Linked DNA regions of Mus musculus: all the other regions are linked to region 1. The links are chromatin contacts, called in public promoter capture Hi-C maps. All regions are on one chromosome and are shown on one strand. Each heading gives the region's core, a stretch centred on a gene start, on an enhancer-like site or on the middle of the called end of the contact. The rest is flanking DNA. Distances are from core to core; before and after follow the strand shown. Region 1 holds the start of Herc1 (HECT and RLD domain containing E3 ubiquitin protein ligase family member 1). Region 2 holds the start of Mtfmt (mitochondrial methionyl-tRNA formyltransferase). Region 3 holds the start of Spg21 (SPG21, maspardin). Region 4 holds the start of Rbpms2 (RNA binding protein with multiple splicing 2). Region 5 holds the start of Oaz2 (ornithine decarboxylase antizyme 2). Region 6 holds the start of Lactb (lactamase, beta). Region 7 holds the start of Rps27l (ribosomal protein S27-like).

Region 1 (2,876 bases), core at 186-2,685:
TAATCTGCCTCTCATACCTAGACTAGAACACACATCTTATACATAGAAGTTTATATGCACCATTAGAAGTTCTATTTAGTGATTATCTCATTATCTATACTCCTCTAAGGAGGAACCCTGTCATAATAACTAATATTCTAAATGAACAGATTAGGAACTGAGGTCCAGGGAAGCCAAGCAAGCCATTCCAAGTCACACACAAAGCTGAGAGTAGCTTTTGTCTTAGGCTAAATTTGTATGATACACATTTCCAATTGAACCAAAGGGGAGGAACTCAGTATGTGGACCAAACTGGCCTCAAGCTCACAGAGATTGCCACCCCACCCAGCTGCTTATACCATGTATGTTTATGTCTTTAGCACAAGAATTTTTTAAAAAGATTTTATTTATAACGTCCCCCCTTCCCCAAAAGCCTTTAGTCCCAGCACTCTGGAGCAGAATCAGGAAAAAGCCTGGTCTTCAGAGAGTTCCAGGACAGCCAGGGCGATGCAGAGAAACCCTGTCTTGAAAACAAAAACAAATTCATGTGTATGTGTGGGTATGTTAACGCGAGTGCAGGTTCTTGTAGCGTTCAGAAGTGAGTGTTGAAGTTACAAGTGGTTTTGGACATCCTGAAGTGAAGTGAAGCCAAGTCACTCTGTAAGAGATAGCCCTCTTAACCGCTCTCTCTCCAGAAAAACCTTTTGCTGAAGGTGGCTACAGTGGTGAGATTGGGAGTCCTTAAGTACAGAGGCATTCAACAATATCAATTCAACATTTGAGCGCCTACATCTATGCTAGACGTTGGGCTAGATGACCAAGTTAGTGTTCTTCCTCAGAGTGCATCACTGTATAGGTCAGGGTCAAGACCTGTACTAAAGGTCAATCCTCCCGTGTTCCTCAGACAGGGCAGAAGTTGGTCAACTTAAACACTTGCTTGGGCGTAAACTTAACCAGCCACAAGGTTAAGGGCAGACTGTGATGGGAGATAAAGGGAGTAGAGCGCCCGGCAAGCAGCCGAGATAAAGGGGTGTGGCCGGCCGCAGCTTTTTCTCTCGGTCCTCGGCAGCCCCGAGGCCTCGGCAGCATTCGGACCCCGATCCTCTTGCAGACTGTCCCGTACTCATCCTGAACACATCCACGCTCGCCTGATCCTTCAGCGCCCTTTGTGAAATGCCCCCAATTGATAGTTCCCTACGGGCACACGTGACTCCGCGAGGACCCAGCGGTTAAGAGACATGGGGCGGTAGAGTGTCCCCAGTACCCTCACAGGAAGGGTCTCCCGGCCGGCGATGTACTCATCGCTTTCCCATCACTGCCTAAGCCGGCATCTTCTCTCCCTTTTCCTCTCAGGTTGCCTCCCACCTCCCGCGCGAGGCCCGGAGGAGGCAGGACCAGCGCTTCTGATCTCGCGAGAGTTCCCTCATAAGTCCCGCGAGACTCGCCTGCCGCTGCCGCTGCCGCCGTCGCTGCCGCCGCTGCCGCCGCCGCCTCTTACGTCTTTCCCTTTGACAAGTCGCCGCCGCTGCAGCAAAAATATAAAGGACGCGGCTAGCGCGGCCGCTGGCCAGCCGGGTGCCGGGTGCTGGAGCCGCACCCCATCGCCGCCAGCTCCCGACCCACGTACGGTAGGTAACACGTTCTCTTTCGCCATCGTGACCTCCCGAGTGTGTGATCGGCTGGCCCGGCCGAGCCGCTCGGGGCCGTTCCGGGGCCGCCCGCCGAGCGGGACTGCTGGCTCCGGGTGGACGGCGGGCGGAGGCCCGAGGAACCCCTGGCCCCCTGGAAGCCTGTTGGAAGCCGAGCCACCTGCCGGAGGGAGGGACCCGCCCCTGAATAAGCTTGCAGTCTGCGCCCCTCAGCGCCTCAGGGGTCGCGTCTGTGACCTTCTCCCCTTTATCCGCTATCGAGCGCGTCTCTCTTAGCTGGGACTGGGACTGGGGAGCGGCTCTCCCATCTCTTCCTCTTGAGGAGAGTCGCGACTCCGGTGCTCCCTGTCGCCGGCCGACTTCGGAGGGGTGGAGGTTGAGACCGTGCGTCTTTCTCCTCGTCTGCGCTTTTGGGTGGGGGCTGCTCATCCTTTCGGTAAACCTTTCTCTGAATCTCTCTTCGGATAAAATAACAATTTCTAAAGCCCTTGCTACCTGGAGCGGAGACGAGGCGACAGTTGTGTAGTCTCCAGGGTGAGAGGTGGATGGTGGTGATGACAGGAGCTAACCCTGGGAACAGTGATGGGTGGCAGGTTCCCAGGAGACACGAGGACAGAAGCTTGGTACCTACCTCTCCCAGGAGGTTATGTAAAGACGCGATGTATGTATGTATGTATGTATGTATGTACTATGCATGCATGTGTATGGTAGCTGTGAAGCACAGGGACAAAAATCTCCATTTGCGTTAGTTTTAAAAATGTGTGTAATACCTTGAAGGTGTATAGGTAATCAAGAGTGATAAATTCCAACGAATTAATAACCCATCTCCAGAGATAGCATTTCACTGTTAATATTTTGATATATTTCTAACAGACTCTTTTGTTTTTTAAGAGTACCTAGCTTGTCCTTGAATGGTACTTCCTTATTTTATGTATGTTCCCAAAATGATTTGTTTTATTTGAACCATTCCTTTGGCCCACTTGATTAAGCCGGGTTACTTGTTCATTATCATTGGCTGTTCCCAGCCGTCACCATATTTCATTGTGTCTTCTTTCAAAATGATTGTTGCTCAAATAGCTTTAAAAGTCAAACCTTAACATTGTTCTTTTTGGATATAATATCTGAGTTATTTTTATAGTTTTTCTTTTTTTGTGTGATGAGTCCTCTAAATCGGGCCGGTGTTTATATAAAGAAAAGAAAAATTAATTGCGATGAGGAGAAAGTAAGCTTCAAAGTTTTTAAAAAATT
Region 2 (2,876 bases), core at 202-2,701, 910 kb before region 1:
ACCCATACTTGAAGATTTTGCTTTTTAGTGGTGTGTTTGTCGCATGACTGCAGTGCCTGCAGGGGCCAGAAGAGGGCAGTGAGTCTCCTAGATCTGGCAATGTGTGTGCTAGAAAACAAACTCAGGTCCTCTGCAAGAACAGCGAGCATCTTAACCACTGAGCCGTCTCTCCAGCTCCAGTAGGTCACACCTTCAGTCGGTATTCAAAAGACAGCACCTTGAGTGTCAGAATCATGTTCCACTTCCCCTAAGTTAGGATTCTGGGACTGACTTGATCAGAGGAGGATACGGCTTGGCATCACATCTCATTTCCCTCATATGGTCAGATGCACCGGCTAGCAGCATCATAATCTTTGCCTCTCTTTTCTACTTAGCCCAAGGAATTTGCCGCTCTCTGGGCACACATTGGCCAACTTTCCACAACTATGGCAAACAAAGCCGCTCTCAGTTTTGAGGGGACACATGGAGAAAAAAATTATTGAATCTGTGAGGTAGGAGTTCAAGGCCTCAGGGAGGGTGTTGTCTTAGCACTGAAAAATGGATACCATTTAGTGAGGAAGAGAGGAAATGTGAGGTGGATGGAACGCTCAAGGGCACAGAAGCAGGGATCCTCAAAACTAAATGAAAGACTGCTCCAGGGCCTCTGGCTTTCAGGCCATGTGACAGGAATTAGATGAGAGAGGAACCTGATGCTGCTCTATAGCCAGAGCCAGCGTCACAAGCATGACCCATGTTAAGGACCCCAGTGTACCTTGGAAACACATATCTATCTGCACACCATGGTCTTCAGAGGTCTTCAGCAGATAGCCCTCACCCCTCCGTTTCCCTACAGTCTCCCTATGGCATCCCACATGGGAGGCCTGAGAATCTAAGAGTCTTGGATTCCTGAAGTGACTTCAGACAGGTGAGCAAACCTTAGTTTCATTGGGTGTGGAAATCCTGAGTTGCTTAGTAGTTAAGATTGCTGTTCAGGTCGAATGGTTAGGATCATGGCTTTGGAGCTGGAGGGACAGGACCCCTCGTTGCAGAGATGGCTCAGCAGTTAAGAGCACTGGCTTCCCTTCCATAGGACCCAGGTTCAATTCCCAGGCCCATGTGGCAGCTCAGAACTGTCTCGAGTTGTAGGGGATTCCACACTCTTACACAGACATGCATGCAGGCAAAGCACCAAAGCACGTAAAACAAAAATAAATTAAAAAAAAATTTGTAAAGTTTTAAAAAATAGTTTCTTTTAAAGGTTTGTTTTATTCATATGAGTGTCTTGCTTGTGTGTATATATCTGCAGTGTTCTTTGAAGAGCTTGGCTGAATAATACACATCAAAGTCCCCTCAAATTTCTTCCTTAGTGGTTCTTCAGTTGAGCCACGCCTCCAAAGCGGCAGGCCCCGCCTTGTCGTCTGCGCGTGCTTGGGCCTTTGAGCTCTTTGCTCCGCCCCCCACCATGGGCACGCATGCGCATGGTGGGCCGCTGCGGGCCGAGGTGATGCTCCTTCCGCGGTGCTGCTGGGGTCGGTGGCTGATGGGAAGGAGGCCACGCTGTTCCTGTCAAGCACCTGCCGGGTTCGACGGGAAGGACGGCCGAGGTTCCCGAGTCCGCGAGAAGCCGCCTTGGCGGGTGCTGTTCCTCGGCACCGACCACTTTGCCCGGGAAACGCTGCGGGCGCTGCACGCCGCCAGGTACCGGGGCAGGGTCCCACGCCGAGCCGCGGTGGCGACCCCAGGGCAGCGAGGTCCCGGGAAGGCGCCCTGTTGGGTCCCGGCCGGCAGAGCTCCTGTGGCTCCTGCAGCATCTGCCAGCAGACCCTCCATCTCCCCGAGCCTGGGAACCGGTACCTGGAGAGGCCCGGCCAGTACCCAGGGTCGTGGGCGGAGCCGGTTAGCTGAAAAGGGCTGTGACTCCAAAGTTCGTCCCTTCCTGGTGTTGGTGGCCTCCGTTTCCTTGCCCTTTTACACGCCTGTGTTTTCAAATGAATACATTTCTAAGTTAGAACAGTTTCATATACATATAATATTTATGCGATTTAACTAACCTTGTCTACTAGGAAGAAAGTTATTTGTAATTCACCCTTTCCTGAAAGGCTGCTGTGTCTACCGCCCCACTTCCCTGGAAGGATATTTGGTTATTTATCGGTCCCTGGTTTCCAGGCACTTATCTCGCCTCCATCCCTGCCTTCCTACAAACACTTTTCTTTTTAAATAAGATTTTTACTTTGAGATTTTATTTGTATGTGTGTGTGTCTATGAGCATGTACGTGTTGGTGCCTGTGGAGGCCTAAAGTGAGTGTCCCATTCCCTGGAGCTGGAGTGACAGGCCCTTGTGAGCTACACCCTGTGGATGCTGTAAGAAGAGAGCTGACTTCTGAAAGTTTTCCTCTCATTTCCACACACATGCTGTAGCATACGCCTGCACACACGCACACAGTAATAATAGCACATGCCCACACCATGCACACAATAATAATAATAAAAGACAATTTAATTTTTAAATTATTAAATTTAAACCCTGTGTGTTGGTTGCAAAAAATCTTAATTATTTTAGCTCTAAATGTACTATGGGTTTAATCATAAAAATAGCTTTGCTGTGCATGAAATAGTTTAGCTTTGGGCTGTTGCCCTGACACTGTCAAATTTTTTTTCCCCCAATCTTTCTGATTCAGAGACGGCAAAGAGGAAAAGTTAATTGAGAAACTGGAGGTTGTCACAGTGCCTTCGCTATCCCCCAAAGGACTACCTGTGAAGCAATATGCTATTCAGTCTCAGCTCCCGGTGTACGAGTGGCCCGACGTGGGATCTGGAGAATATGATGTTGGGGTAGTGGCTTCCTTTGGCCGGCTTTTGAGTGAGGCTCTTATTCTTAAATTTCCCTAGTAAGTTTT
Region 3 (2,876 bases), core at 218-2,717, 890 kb before region 1:
TCTGTATCTACCACTTTTTGCTATAATTTTGAACAATTCAGTTAGCTTTGAGATACAGTACCACTATTTGAGATCCTTCTGCCTCACCTTTTTGAGAGCCGAGACATCACTATGCATTGGGGAAAATGTGTCTGGTGTTTGTCTAAGTTCTAGACTGGAACCTAAGACTCCTGAGCCATAGATCAGTGTTTGGTTGTTTTGTGGTTTTGTTTTTGTTTTTTTGAGTCATTGTTTTCGTCTGTGCTCTCTAGGCCTGGAGAGATGGTTTGGTGGTTAACAAACTTACTGCTCTTCCAGAGGACCAAAGCTGAGTTCCTAGTACCCAGTCAGGCTTGATCCATCTTAATCATCTGCAGTTCCAGCTCCAGGGGGTCCAAAGCTGGCCTCAGCAGGCATCAACACACACACGTACACACACACACACACACACGCACACACACACGTACAGGCACACGCACACACACACACGCACACGTACATGCACAGGCACAGGGACACGCACACACACACACACACACGTGGGGGCTGAGAGATTGCTCAGAGGTTAAGAATACATATTACTTTTACACCCGTGTTAGGCAACTCACAAACACTTGTAATGCCAGCTCTAGGATCCTCCTCTGCCCTCCTTATAAACTACACTCATGTGCACCATATATTCTCTCTCCCACAAACACACACACGATTAAAAGTAATAATAATAAAAAATATTTTTAAAAGTCCCTAAAACATTAGGATCTTGCTTTAGGAACCTTACAAATTTTCAAACAAGATTGACAGGTCACTCAATATTATTATGCATTATTTCAGAGCAAAGCTGTAAGCTAACTGAAAGGTGTTGTGGCATCTGCCACATCTCTCGTAAGAACAGTGACTAGACTGTGCCTGACAGAAGAGGGCAAACCAGCGCTGAGTATACCCCCTCAACATCAGCACAAAGCCATAAAAGGAGACAAGGCTTTGAAAGGAGGTCAGAGGACAGCGTCTATACAAAAGGTAAAAACAATTTTGCTGAGAAAGCATATGCAGTTGGGAGGCTGAAGGGGAATGGGACATGGGAGGCAGAGACTAAGGGAGGGTGATGATCCAAATTCTTTATATAGGTATCAAAATGTCCTAATTAAGCCATTGTAATGAACTGATATATACTAATGTTTTAAAAAGACTATGTCAAGGCCTATTCACCAAAGCTATGGACCAAAAGTGTCTCCCCACCAAAGCATGAAGACGCCTAAAAACCGAAGTCAGAAGCACATCCCCGGGGCCTACAGCCTAGATTTTTCACTTCCTCCTCCATGCTCCTGTCAGAAGTGACCAAGAACTGACCCTTATCCACCACCAGCCTCCACAGCCTCTAGGACACCGCAAATCTCAGAACAGGGCCTCCCTTGCCAGCCCCGTCGCCATAGTAACCACCAGAGCCCCGCCCCTTCCTCGCCATCTGGTCCCGCCTCCTCGGAACCCGGAAGCGGGAGGCGCGCCCGGGGAGCTCGCAGTACCAAAGCTGGGAGGCGGTGGCCTCTGGCTGCTCGGCCGCGCGCCCCCTCTGCCCGCTGCTCCCGCGGGGCTCCTGATCTGCGGCCGCCGGTCCAGTCCGCGCCCCGCCGACTCCATCCTCTGCGCCCAAATCGGGGCGAAGATCCGTCTAGGCTGGAAAGAAAGGGACGCGGGAGCGGCCACGGCAGGTGAGGGGCAGGCCCTGGAAAGCAAGAGTGTGGGTGTGTGGTGCGTGTAGGGTTGTAGGTGGGCGTGTATCGAGCATGCGTGACTTACGAGCAGAGTTCACGAGTGGGCAGGTCCTTGTGACCATGCACGTGATCCATATCTCTGTGTGTGCGTGTGGTGCGCTCTCGCGGGCGCCTGTGTGTGTCCGATTGTGCCTGTGGGTCTGTCTAAGGTTCAGCCTCGGTTCATTGCGGATTGTTGTTGTTTCTGAACTGGTGGAACCCAGGGCGGCCCCTATGGCGATTGGTGCCCAAAATCCTTAGTCAGACATCCTCATTTTCTTGAGCCACCCATCCTGGGGCAGAAATTCAGGAGCATTTTGGTTTCAGTCAACTTTTAAGGGCTGCGAGTAGAGTTGTTTTAAAGATCCTACCTCAGACTAGGTGTGAGGCCTGTGAAAGAGTCATGAAGAGTGTAGCAGGGCGAGAGAAACCCCCCCCCCCTTTTTTCTTCTTTTCCCAGGGAGTTAGAAGTTAGGGGCTGATGTTGTTTTGTCTCCATCTGCAGTGGTCTAGCTTCTCTTTTTGCAAGGATTCTGCACATTGGGAAGCCGTCTAATAGCTGTGTATGAGTTTTCAAAAAGATTTTACACCAGAACCTTGAAACGAGTGGTCAGAGAGAAAGATGTGCGGGCAGCGTCTCCTCTCATGATATTTAGAGAGAAGTGGATAGGTTCCTGGAGAAAGGATAAATCTTACCTGAAGAAATCTCCAAAAAGATGGCTATTTAATACATATAGGTGTGGTGAAGGATGAAGATGTGTAGTGAACAGCCCGCCGCAGGGCCTTAGGTGTAGTTCAGTGGTAAAAGCCCATGGTGAGCGTTCCCCAACACCGAGAACCATAGTTATGTCACCTAGAGGCTCTCTAGTTCTAATAACCTTTTTAATTGGTTGTATTAACAACCACAGATTGTCCCTATATAAGACACCTATACATTGAGATAAAGGACCAGCAATATGTGACTGACCGTGTGTTAAACATTTGTAGAGGCGATTTCCTCAGCTATGAACTGCAGGTTCTGTTGAAACTCTGAAGGCCAAGTACATGCTCTCTCACAACTAGCCAACTTACTGTCCAGCAACGCAAGGTCCAAGAAGAGCTGGGGAGCCTTAGCATCCTGGCCAGCGGGAGGAGGGGTTTCCTTGATAA
Region 4 (2,876 bases), core at 222-2,721, 720 kb before region 1:
AGTCCCCAGGGACTAAGCCAATGCCCAAGGTCAAGGTTCCTAACTGGTAAGGGGGCTGCAAACCAAGACTTTTTTTCACCTGGACCGCCTCTGAGCGCGGCCTCACGCCCCGAATCCCGCTACCAAGACTTAAGTTCCGTGCTTTGAGTCGGGGCAGTAGATCCCACCGGGAGACACCTGAGCCGAGCCCAATCCGCTCTCCTCTCAGCTATGGCTGCTCAAGGATTATCGGGGACTGCGGCTGGGATGTCTCAGTGCACATAAAGGAACCCATGGGCAGGGGCGCACGAAAGAACCCCAGTGCTCTGGCGGCTCCGCAGGGCAGTCAGGGCCGCTACTCTTCCAGTGCGACTTCAGGTAGGTGCCGGTTTTTTACAGGCTGCTGGCAGGAGACGTCCTGGTCAGCATTTATTCGGCCTGGGGGAAAATCCGGCCCTGAGGCCGCCCCCCCCCCCCCCCCCCGCCACCACTGGGTGGGAGTCTAGGCGACCCCGCCCTAGGCGTCAGCCGGCTCTTCCCTCCCCCACCCTGGGGTTCGGAATTGGAGCGGAAAAAGAACGAGCCGTGAGAAGTCTTAAAAGCGGGGTGGAGGTAACGAACGGAACCTTCTAGGTTAGTCGAGGTACCCCCCCTTCCTGAAGTTAAAAAGGATTGGGCTTCCTTCACCTCCTCTTTTGAGGTGACGGAGGTTGTGAGAGTGAGGAAAGAATTTGTATTCTAATCCCCACCAACTGGGCTGGAATCCTCTGGCCAGATAGGGGAAGTGATTTCCTCAAGGTCACTCAGCCAAAAAAAAAAAAAAAAAAAAAACTCTCGGTGACTTGCTCAAGATCAGGTGTTTGCCGCCCTACCCCTTCCTCGCCTTCACCCCCAAAACCCGGTCCCCGGCTGCTTCGCGCGAAGAGAACCGCTGGCCCGGACCCGACAGGAATTCGGGGCGAACGATGTGCTCGCGACAGCCTACACCTCCACATCTGGGCATGAAACCGGGAGCCCCGCTGCCGCCGCCGCCGCCCTCGCCCTGGCTGGGGATGCAACGTGCGGGTCACCTCAAGCTCCACCCAAGCCCGCGCGGCTCCTTTAAGAAAAGTTCTCTGAGAGAGTTCATCAAAGTTTAAAAAACTTGTCTGGGAGAAGGGAACGGTGGGGTGCAAGGGAGCCGAGTCGGGGAGAGAAAGGGAGAAGGGGGTGGGGGTCGACCAAGGAAGCGGAGTCGGGAAAACGCCGGAGCCAAGGAAGGCAGAAAGGCCGGAGCGTCGCGGCCCGGGCCGGGGCTGGGGACCGGGCCGGGGCCGGGGCGAGCCCGCACTGGGCTGCGGGGATTGGCTGCGCGTTCCCCCGGAGACCGCGCGCGGGGCGGGGGCGGGGCGGGGGAGGGGCGGGCCGGGCCCCAGCTGAGGCCGGTTCCGGCGCCCGCCCCCTCCTCCGGCGCCCGCCCCCCGCCGCCGCGAGCGCACTCGCGGGCCGCCCTGAAAAGCCGGAGGCGGTGGCCGCACGGGCTCCGCTCCCTCGGGTTCCCGGTGCCTTGCCCCTCCGGCCGCCTCCCGCACCCGCCAAACTTAATGTGATCCCCCCCCCCTTTCCTTTCTCCGTAGCCTGACGCGGCAGCAGCCGCTTTCCTCACCAGCTCGCACTCTCCTCGGGGGCGCACGGCTCGCCGTGCCCCTGCCCACCACGGGACAGAGCGTCCCGCTTCCCTCTCCGCGTCCCCCCTCACCATGAGCAACCTGAAGCCGGACGTCGAGCACTGCACGGGCGCGGGCACCGGCAGCCCGCTGGAGGAGGAGGTGGGTGTGCGGCCGCGGGAGCCGGCGCGCGTGAGGTGCACGCGGGGCCGCGGGCGGCGCGAGGTCCTGCGGGCCACCGCTCCTGGCGCCTTCCCTCCGCTGCCCTTCGCCCTGGGGAGGAGCAGCCCATGTCCAGCGGGCGGAGGCGTGCGGCCTGAACTAGCCCGGCGGGGCCGGCATTGTCTCCCCGCCCTCCGGGGCTCGAGGAGGGCGCGCGTCCCCGTGGTGGGCTCGGGGCGCCGCGGAGGTCCTACTCCCGCTGCCCTCCTTCCCCAAGCCCGGTGGGGCTTACGCTTCGCCTGAGGCGCGCCTCCTGGGTGGCCTGGACCTCCGCCCCGACTGTAAGGAGCTGAGAGGGATTATCCCGGTGGGTGCGGGAAGCTGGCTCACCCTCCAGCCTTTCCACCTCGCCCCCTCCCCGTGACCTTGGAGGCCTGGCCGGCTGCCCTGCGCTTAGGTTAGAGCTGTGGTCTCAGTGGGCAGGCGGGCTTTTCGCCCTGTCTCAGAACTTGGGCTTCTTCAGAGAGTTGAGCCGGCAATTTAATTAAAGTCGGAAAAGAGAGAAGTTAGAAGCCTTGAGTATCCCCTGTTCTCGCCCTTTGACCTAGTAGCCAAGCCAGTACCCCACACTGGCCAGGGTGGGATCTTCCAAGGAGAGGTGACATAATCTTGTCCAGCTGCCCTATGCAGAAAAAGAGGTTATGAGACCGCGTCAAGGAATCATCACTGCTCGTGGTTTTATCGCCTGGTGAGGACGACGTACTTGTGGGGGATAAAAAACCTTTAAGGTAACTTCGAGTGGAAACTAGGCAGGCCGGCTCAACTACTATGGGTTCTAGGCTCCTAGGGAGCTCTTTAACGTATGCTGTGTCACTCCAGGGCTGAGAGACCCTTCCTGCCCCGCCCTGGCATACTTTTGCCCAGGAAACCAAGGGCCAGTTATCCAGCCCTAGGGCCCTTCCCCTTGGTCTGGGGTAGAAACCGCAGAGGCCCTGATGTTTCTTACTGGTTGTGCTAATGAGTTGGTGCAGAATGACCCACTGTTGGGCTGGGCCAGCAAGAGGCCTGCTACCAGCTTCAGTGCACCAG
Region 5 (2,876 bases), core at 117-2,616, 670 kb before region 1:
CTTACCTCATATTGTGATGGCCTCTCTCTCTGGACAGATTGTGACATCCAAGGTAGGTACATTGCCTGGCCCATTGTGGAAGCTTCCTGGATTCCTGCCCATGCTAGAAGCACATAGTATGTAGCTATTTACTGAACTTTGACTAAATGAACGGATGATTTGAGGTGACCACTGTGGTCTGAGAGTGCATCCTCTCCCTTTCCCTCTGCCCCACCTCTCTCTCTCTCTCTCTCTCTCTCTCTCTCTCTCTCTCTCTCTCTCTCTCCCCTCCCTCCCCCACCCCCAAGATAGGGTCTCACCATGTTACACTAAGCAGCCTGGAACTTGTTGCCTGCGTACTACAAGCTGGCCTTCAACTCACAGAGCCTCACCTGCCCCTGCTTCCTGGGTGCTAAGATAGATAAAGGCTTACACAGTCTCTACTGACTGCAGTCTAAGTTGACTGCACAGGTTTGACAACTAGGGTTCTCCTGTGAGTGTGGCTGGGATTTGGGGGTGTGTGTACATTGCTGCCTGGCCTCTGTGATTAGAGGGCCAGGTAAGACAGTGGCAGTGCACTAGGTGCCTTGCATGATCGATTGAAGCAGCTTGCACCGATTGGCTGGAAGCCACTGTCATTGTACTATGAATTGAAGGAAAAGATCTGTGGGATTAGATTCACACTGGAAATGGTGCTACTCTATGAGGAGTATTCTTCTATTTCAGATTTTGTTTTGTTTAGTGACATGGGTTTACAAATACTATTCTCCGGTTTCGGTTTGGCCACACACCAAAAGCAGCAAGTGCCCAGTGTGGTGAGGCACACTATTTCCAGCACTTGGCAGGACAGGAAGTAAAGGAAGGAGGATGGGGGTTTCCAAGTCATCTTCCAGTGAGTCTGAGGCTAGCCTGAGCTACAAAGACTGTATCAAAAAACAAACAAAAGGCAGACATGAACGAGTGGAGAGGGCTCAGCGGATAAGAGCACCGGTTGGTCTTCAGAGGACTTGGGTTCAATTCCCAGCCTCTACATGGCAGGTCACACTGTCTGTAACTCCTGTGCCAGGGGATCTGACATCCTCATATAGAGATACATGCAGGCAAAACACCAATGTGTATAAAAAATAAACATACATAAATGATTAAGAAAGAACAAAAGCAGAAATGAAGACTGGCCTTAGCCAAGCAGAACCTGAGTTCCTGGCATCGAGAGAGACCTCTTTCCCCTCTTCTCCCTGGCTACCGCCCCTCTTCCCGAGATGATAGCTTGCCCTTAGTACGCCTGCGCCCAGGCGGGGCGGTGCTTCGCCCTTTGTTGTGGGCCCCAGTTTCCCAGGACACCAAGCGGCGCTGGGTGGGGCTATGCAGATGAGGTACTTGGGGGCGGGGCGGTTGCGCGGCGGCGGCCGGGGAGGGTCAGTTGGAGGCAGGCGCTCGCTGAGGCAAGAGGAGGGCACTCGGCCCGCGGCCTGACAGGGACTTAGCCCACAGAGACCGGCCCGCGCGCGCGACCCCACACCCACCCACTCGTCCACCTACCCACTCCCCGCGCCGCCTCCTCCCACCCTGAGCAGAGCCACCGAGGATGATAAACACCCAGGACAGGTAACGGCCCGGCGCAGGCTCCCCGCCCCCATCCTCCCTCCGCAGCTCCAGAGGCCTTCGCACCCCCCCCCACCCCCGCAGCCTGCCCCCAGCCCCCAGGGGGCTCCATCCGCTCCCACTGTTCCTCTCGCCATCCCAGCCACTGCCACCCGAGTCCTGAAATCGGGCCTCCTTCCGTCCTTTAGCCCCCTTCCTCCAGCCCTGCCCATCCCCCTCATCCGGGTTTTCTCCTCGCCCGGAGCCCCCCCCCCCCAAAAAAAAAAAAAAACCTGGACATAGCCAGTCAGTCGCTCCGTTTTCTTAAGCCCAGTGGGACGGTGCCCAGTCCCCCATACTGTGGGCTTTCTCCCACAGATTCCCCGAATTGGTTCTTATCTTCCCTAAATCTTTCTTACTCCTCCACAAGTCACTTAATCGCTTTAAATCCATTCTCTAGTGAAAATTGCTTCCCAGGCAGACTCCTCTCAGCCCTGCCTGGCTGTCCCCAAAGACAAGCTCTGTCCGGCAGTTCTCAACTCAACCCTTTCCCCCTCTTCCCACCTCCTTGGGATGTGCAGTCCCACTCTCTTCCCCACCCTTCTCCAGGTAGGCCCCATTTTCCTGTCTGGGAACCCCCACTCTTTATTTCTCTAACACTATGGAGTCCATTCCTGCCCTCCAGCCTGTTTTTCCAATGATGTTGCCAACACTCTTCTACACACTCTTACCCTTTAAACACTACAAAGTCTCAGTTGGTACTCATCTTACCGCCCCCCCCCTTCTTTAAAATCATTACAATGCCCAACTTAGTCTCTCCCCTTTCCTGGGAAGATCATTAAGTGCTACCCCCTTTTAAATTTCACTCCAGGGCCTCCAAAACCAGATCCTGGGCCTTTGGAAGTTACCTACCTCAAGACCCAATCCCTGTTTCCCCCAGGATTTGAAATGCATTATTCTTTTGAAATGGTGTGGGTTTCTTAACTTTCAACCAAAGTAGGCAGAAGTCATCCCTTTAGTTACCCTCCCTTTTTCCATGTCCTCAGATATCCCACATTTCTGTCCCAGACAGACGCTCTTCTCCAAAGCTATTCCAGAATTTTCTGATCCCTCAGGATTTGTAATGCCACTTGCTTATGTATTATCTTGGCTTTCATTAGCAATTCAGAAATGATTCCTTTGCCTTCCCCTGTAAGGCTCGGTGCTAAACCCTCCAAAACTTTTTTGAAACCCATTCAGTCCCCATACTAGATCTTTTATCTTCACATTGGACTTTTTATAGCCTCTGACCTTGAGTAAGCAGATCCTTTCCTTAA
Region 6 (2,876 bases), core at 223-2,722, 630 kb after region 1:
TGTGACCTTAAGCTTCTGATCCTCCAGCTTCTACGTCCTGAGGAATGGGATCATGGGTCCATACCACTTTGATTTATGTGGTGCAAGGGATTATACCCAGAACTTGTACCCAAAAGCAAGCACCAACTGAGCTCCATCCCAAACCACTTCAAGCTTGTCGTTAAAAACAAAACAGGTAACACTCTGTCTAGTAAATGTAATAATAAACTGTAAATCATTAAGGACCAGGGATATCATGTATTCTTAATACTTGGTATAGTGCCTTTTACAGAAGTGGGGAATAAAAAAATTACAGAATGAAAGAATAAAAATATGCAGAAACTGACATTTTAGTTACTAATAAGGGTTATCTAATATGTAATAGTGGTAATTTAATGGATTGTTCTACATTCCATTTTCAGACCAATTCTTAAGAGTAAACTGGGAGAAGAAACAGCATTTTGAACACATCCACGTACTTGAGTCACACAATTTAATTATTTACTTTATTTTGCCCTCACACATGGAGGCTAAGCAAGTGAGCTTCCACTGAGCTATACTCCTAGCCCAGTTAGTTACATTTTAAACTTTCCAGTGATAAATAAAACAGCCTGATTATTCTAGGGATACATTGTCTCTACAAATGTGCCACTTTTTGCAACTCCAACCTGTAAAACATCAGTATTTTATTTTACCAATAACAAAATGGGCTACCTGCTGAACTCACCTTCTGACCAGACTTCTTTTCCATCTACAGAAACTCCAACCACGATGCCGGGGGCACCAACCTCATCCTAAGAGAAAAGAAAGACCCTGGTGGTTCAAAAGTAGACTGACTCCGCCCACTCTGCGGTCCCGCCCACCAGGAGGGCAATGGTTCTGCTCCGATTGCCCTGGCCGTCGGAGTGCACAGGACTCTAAAGGGGAAGGGGCGGGCCCCTCCGCGACCGGTGACCTCAGCTGCTACTTGAGCAGCCCTAAGAGCGTCAGCCCGCGGCCAGGCAGTCAGAAAAACGGAAGCCGCCGCCCTGACGCCCACTGGGCCCGCACCTTGATCCGGTGTAGCAGATCGCGGCTGCTCTCGATGGCTCTGGAGAAGCCCCTGGCTGCTGGCGGCGCAGGCGTGTGCGGGCTCCCCGGGCTCAGGGCCTGCTCGTGCGATAACTCGGTAGTGCCGGACGCCTCGGGGTCCGCGGGGGACTGAATGGGGACGGCGCCCCGCAGCCCGACCACCAGCTTCGCGCCGAGAGCCAGCCCCAGCCCGAGCCCCAGGCCGCCGGCCCAACCAAGGCCCAGCACAGGCAGGCCCGGTCGCCTGTGCGCCCCGCGCCGCCCTCCGTCCCAGGCTGGGCCTGCGGTGGCCGCAGCCCGAGCTGTCACGCTTGACAGGAGCCGGTACATGTTGCCTCCGCAGAGCCGGCTGCCTCCTAGCTTGCTCCGGCTTGGCCCGCGGCGGGCGGGACGAGGGGGCGGGGCTGAGGCGGGGCTTTACAGTACCTCTCAGTCAAGGCCGGGTGGGTGAGCGACGAGCGCATCGAGCGCCTGGTCCTCGTCTCCTTTCTAGCCTTCTGGCTACTAATCCTCTTTGGTTCCACCCCTCCTTTTCTTGCTTTCTTTTCCCTCCCTCTTTTTCATATCTTTCTTCCTTCTTTTATCTTCTCCTTTTCCTCTCTCTTCTCTCCCTTTAGCTCTAACCTCCCTCTCTTGTTTTCTTTTTCTCTCGCATCCCACATTCCTCCCTCTATCCTCTTTTCTCTTTCCCTCTCTTTATTTCTGATTCTCTCCTCTTTCTCCTTCCCACTTTAGTTTCTACCTGTCCCTCAAGCCTCTCTTTTCCTTTTCTCCTCCTCATCTCTCTCCTTTTCCATGCTTCTTCTCTCTCACAACACACATGATATCCTTAGACAAGTCTCCTGTCACAGCAACACCCTCTTGCCACCTTATGCCTATGTTAACAACACTCGCCCCTTTGTTTGACTGAGATGCACAGTGGTTAAAACACTTGCCATGCAAACACAAGGACTGGAATTCAAATCCCCAGTATCCGGGTGAAAATGCCCAGTGGGCATGGCGCCTACCTGTAACGGATTGAGAAACCCAGCCTCAATCCAAAGTTAGAAGCGCAATTATAGATGGTTTCCAACATAGTCTGGGACGTTCTCAGGCAAATGCTAATATGCATGTATATACATGCACACACACAAAAGTGGGAAAAAGCAAACCTGATGTGGGTTTTTTTCATTCTTTTAGGAGAATTTTATGTCTTGACTCGCCTTCCTGCCCAGTGACAATCATTCTAGCAAACATTAATCATCGTAACTGCTCTGGAGATTGGTTGTGTTGTCTGACATCAGTTCCATGAGGAAACTGGAGTAAAGGGAGGCTAAGGGATTTGTCTAAATCTACAGAGTTGTCAGGTGATGGCCCAGAAATGTACCTTCTCAGCCTTCCTCTCTTGTCAGAGGGTTTGAAGGGTTCTACGATCAGAGGCGTGGGCGGTGAATCAGCTTCCCAGTGGTGCGATGGATGCAGCTGCAGCTAGTATTATTACATGGCCAGGGTCCACTGGGCGCTACAGCTGCCCTTCCACACCCAGTCCTGTTCTCTGAAGCAAACTCTAGCCAGGCTACTCTCAGTTCTCTTCCTGAGTAGGAAACTCTTCCACAGTTTCTCACAGCTCAAGGCTGCGTTGCTAGAGTGACCCTATCTTTCTTCAAAATACCTGCCTGAGAAAGATCAGAGTTTCCAAACGCAGTTACTGTTTGTTCCAACCACCACTGGAAAACAGAGCTCCTGTCCCCCAGTCTGTGGCAGAGGGTAGGAGCCTCACGTCATAAGTGCCAAATAGCAAAATGGGTGGATTCATGTGGACCAAAACCCTTTCTGCTTCTTGTGAC
Region 7 (2,876 bases), core at 271-2,770, 600 kb after region 1:
GAGCAGCAAGCTGAGAGTCACATTTTAAAGGACAAGCGTGAGGCAGAGAGCAAACTGGGAATGTAACTCTTTTAACACCTCAGAGCTGGCTTCTAGGGACATATTTTCTGCAATGAGGCCACACCTCCTAAGCCTCCTAAGCCTAAACCGCACCAACTGGGTCTCAAGTGTTCAAATGGCAGAGACTAGGGCAGGCATCTCATGCAGACTGCAGCCTTAACTGTACTCGTCAAGTAACCACAGACCATGGACATTGAGACATTGGAACTTCTAGGACCATTATTTTCCCCGTACACACATAATAATTTACATAGTTATCTATATCACCATATTTAGTATTGACTTACAGTTTATTCATTTTTGGTGTTCCAGAGATGGCCCCATATGGCTGAAGATGATCTTGAATTTCCAACCCTCCTGCCTAAACCCCAAGTGCTGGATTATAATAAGTGTGCCCCATACCCCTAGATGTATCCAGTGCTGGAAATCAAACTCGGGGTTTCTTACTTACTGGGTGAGCACTCCTCCATGAGGGAATGCGGTGTTTTAATTTTCTTCTGCTTTATGCAAATTGAGTATTATACATCTTTTTTTTTTCCCCAAATTGGTAGGACAGTCTTAGGGTCAAGCTTATAAATGGTGTATGTGTGTGTGTTTAAGCCAGGGGGTCAATATCAGGTTTCTTTCTTAGGTGCCACCTACCACGTTTTCTGAGACAGAGGCATATCAAACACAGCAGCAAATGGGATTTGTTTAAAAAACTATTTCAGAGCAAAGCAAACCGGAGGTGAAGCCTATCCGGTGCAGAACTTCAAGTCTCACTCCTTAGAAGGCACAGACACAAGACTAGAAGTTTGTTTCACAACCCGTCAGTGGGATCTTTCTAGTTAAAAATTATTTATTTAGTGGTGTTAGGGATTTAACCTAAGGCTTCATGAAGGCAAGGCAAGCATGCTATTAGCTGAGCTACACCTCCAACCCCAAAATCAGATTTTTAAATTTAATTATGAGTGTGTGTGTGCGCGCGCGCGCATAGGGAGTGCAGTGCCATAGAGATCAGAAAAGACCTGCAGATCTCCCTGGAGTTGAGTTTGAGGCAGTTTCGAACCGCCCAGCTCGGTTCTGAAAACCAAACCCAGATCGTCTGCGGGAGCAGTACACAGTCTTAACCAACACACACTCTTAAGCGCTGAGCCAGCCCCCTCCCAGGCTCGCCTATGGTGTTTGTAATACAGCGAAGAACAAAGATTATTGTTCCGTGTGTCCCCCTGTCCGCTGCCCCGCACAATGAACAGGGGAGACCAGGCTAGTTGCAGCCTCGGGTCTGGTTTCCCTCTAATGCCTAATGCCCGGGCCTCCGAAGCCCGGCCTGGGTGCAGGGCGGAGTCGGAGTTTAACGCAGAAGCCATTTAAATGTCCCTCATTGGACTTGGCCCGGCGGTCAGGGCGGGAGCCGTACCACTGAGACGGGAGCCTAGAGCGGTCGCCCCCGCCTCCACTCCTCTCCACTCCTCCCCGCCGCCTCTATCCCGGAAGTTGCTGAGGGGCGCTCGAAAGCGAGCAGTTCGTCTCGGCGACCTGGAGCGGCCGCGCTTGCGGAGCCGTCACCATGCCCGTAAGTTTTTGACTTTGGGCTCGGGCTTGCTTTCCTTCAGGCTTTCTGTTAGTCTGGCGCCTCGGCAGGCGGCTAAGCCCGCGGCGTCTCTTGCTCCTGCGGGCCGAGGCATGGCGGGCTTGTTGAGACTTGTCCGGGCGACACGGCGCGGCATGGCGTGGCGGGCCCTGTCCGGGCTCGCGTGAGTGGCCAGCCCGTGGGGTGCAGCTCCCAGCTCACCATGGGCTTCAGGGTCACTAACGGGCCTCGCAGCTTCCGACACGTTCACTCCACCCCGGGCGAGCATGCCGCAGCCCTGTGCTGGCCATTGGATGTGGAGCCCCGGGGCTGAGGTCATCCCGGCCTTGTTCTGATCTGCTGCGCTGCGGCTTCGGGGAGGCCCGAGCCAGACGCTGGTTTTTACTTAGCTTTGATGGCTACCCAGCCAAACGACAAAGGGGTTCTCTCTCCCATATGCTGCCCGAGCGCTGTAAAGTGCCAGGAAAGGACTGGCAACGTGTGGGTGAAAGTGGTCCTATCTTGAAAAGTTAGGGTCTTAAGTACCCCCTCTGCGGAGTGTGCCTGTTGCTCCTGCTTTGCGTTCCTCGTGTGATTCGGGCTGCCACCCGTGTACTGTGACTCCAGTAGTAACAATATGTTTCCTTCCACAGCTGGCTAGAGATCTGTTACACCCTTCCTTGGAGGAGGAGAAGAAAAAACATAAGAAGAAACGGCTGGTTCAGAGCCCAAATTCTTACTTCATGGATGTGAAATGTCCAGGTATAAAATTTCAAATTTCCCTGTCCTAAAGGACGTTTCAGGAAAGATTCACACTTTAATAAGTCAGGATCCACTGTTGACTAGAAATGACATTACAGAATTGTCATAAGGGTCATTTTAAAGAAACATACTCAAACCTTTGTAGAAACATATGGGAGCCAGGTAAAGGATACGTTGACTTAAGTCTTTAACTTAAGATGATCATTAAGATGATGAATTTTCTTTTTTGCAATGCAAATAAAATATATGTTGATTCTTCATTCTCAAACTGCTGTCTGATGTGTTTGCTATACCATATGTGTCTGTTTAGTACTTAACATGTGGAAATGGAAACAGAATTTAAGAGTAAAACACTACACTGAAGCTATAACTTGAAACAGATGACATGTCTGTTACATGCTGAAATGTTAACGGTTCTGGAATACTAAATTTAATGTTTCACCTTAAAAAAAACAAGTGACTTCTAGAATAATTATTGTTTACAGAATTTACAGGAAATTCT

Evidence for each region. Promoter capture Hi-C pulls out the DNA fragments that hold promoters and counts their contacts.
Region 2: a contact with region 1 is called in a promoter capture Hi-C map of liver, with 5 times the contacts expected there. The contact joins the promoter of Mtfmt here to the promoter of Herc1 in region 1. A contact is called at or near these places in 4 of 39 promoter capture datasets (frontonasal cranial neural crest, liver and pre-B cells).
Region 3: a promoter capture Hi-C map of second pharyngeal arch cranial neural crest shows a contact between it and region 1. The contact joins the promoter of Spg21 here to the promoter of Herc1 in region 1. A contact is called at or near these places in 4 of 39 promoter capture datasets (cranial neural crest, maxillary cranial neural crest, pre-B cells and 1 more).
Region 4: a promoter capture Hi-C map of liver shows a contact between it and region 1, with 3 times the contacts expected there. The contact joins the promoter of Rbpms2 here to the promoter of Herc1 in region 1. A contact is called at or near these places in 4 of 39 promoter capture datasets (cranial neural crest, frontonasal cranial neural crest and liver).
Region 5: a promoter capture Hi-C map of second pharyngeal arch cranial neural crest shows a contact between it and region 1. The contact joins the promoter of Oaz2 here to the promoter of Herc1 in region 1. A contact is called at or near these places in 6 of 39 promoter capture datasets (cranial neural crest, frontonasal cranial neural crest, liver and 3 more) and 1 of 9 other capture datasets (pancreatic islet).
Region 6: a promoter capture Hi-C map of pre-B cells shows a contact between it and region 1. The contact joins the promoter of Lactb here to the promoter of Herc1 in region 1. A contact is called at or near these places in 15 of 39 promoter capture datasets (the 3T3-L1 cell line, 3T3-L1-derived adipocytes, the HPC-7 cell line and 8 more), 1 of 484 Hi-C or Micro-C datasets (embryonic stem cells) and 7 of 115 datasets of contacts at active chromatin or transcription factors (bone marrow-derived macrophages, embryonic stem cells, epiblast stem cells and 4 more).
Region 7: a contact with region 1 is called in a promoter capture Hi-C map of erythroid cells, with 3 times the contacts expected there. The contact joins the promoter of Rps27l here to the promoter of Herc1 in region 1. A contact is called at or near these places in 3 of 39 promoter capture datasets (cranial neural crest, erythroid cells and pre-B cells), 2 of 484 Hi-C or Micro-C datasets (CD4 T cells and cardiomyocytes) and 6 of 115 datasets of contacts at active chromatin or transcription factors (bone marrow-derived macrophages, embryonic stem cells, large pre-B cells and 3 more).

The regions. Positions count from the first base shown.
Region 1 is chr9:66,349,015-66,351,890 of GRCm38.p6, forward strand. Herc1 (HECT and RLD domain containing E3 ubiquitin protein ligase family member 1) reads left to right here and starts at 1,436. Exons shown (of 78, transcript NM_145617.3): 1 at 1,436-1,607. It overlaps Gm30447, which reads right to left. Exons shown (of 2, transcript XM_006511600.4): 1 at 1,607-2,876; 2 at 1,311-1,504. The coding sequence starts at 2,057. The coding sequence ends at 1,329.
Region 2 is chr9:65,434,331-65,437,206 of GRCm38.p6, forward strand. It overlaps Mtfmt (mitochondrial methionyl-tRNA formyltransferase), which reads left to right and starts at 1,452. Exons shown (of 9, transcript NM_027134.3): 1 at 1,452-1,677; 2 at 2,658-2,867. The coding sequence starts at 1,484.
Region 3 is chr9:65,459,470-65,462,345 of GRCm38.p6, forward strand. Spg21 (SPG21, maspardin) reads left to right here and starts at 1,468. Exons shown (of 9, transcript NM_138584.2): 1 at 1,468-1,685.
Region 4 is chr9:65,629,111-65,631,986 of GRCm38.p6, forward strand. It overlaps Rbpms2 (RNA binding protein with multiple splicing 2), which reads left to right and starts at 1,472. Exons shown (of 8, transcript NM_028030.3): 1 at 1,472-1,787. The coding sequence starts at 1,719.
Region 5 is chr9:65,675,182-65,678,057 of GRCm38.p6, forward strand. Oaz2 (ornithine decarboxylase antizyme 2) reads left to right here and starts at 1,367. Exons shown (of 5, transcript NM_010952.3): 1 at 1,367-1,584. The coding sequence starts at 1,565.
Region 6 is chr9:66,974,012-66,976,887 of GRCm38.p6, forward strand. Lactb (lactamase, beta) reads right to left here and starts at 1,473. Exons shown (of 6, transcript NM_030717.1): 1 at 1,030-1,473; 2 at 707-773. The coding sequence starts at 1,380.
Region 7 is chr9:66,944,566-66,947,441 of GRCm38.p6, forward strand. It overlaps Rps27l (ribosomal protein S27-like), which reads left to right and starts at 1,521. Exons shown (of 4, transcript NM_026467.5): 1 at 1,521-1,615; 2 at 2,266-2,374. The coding sequence starts at 1,610.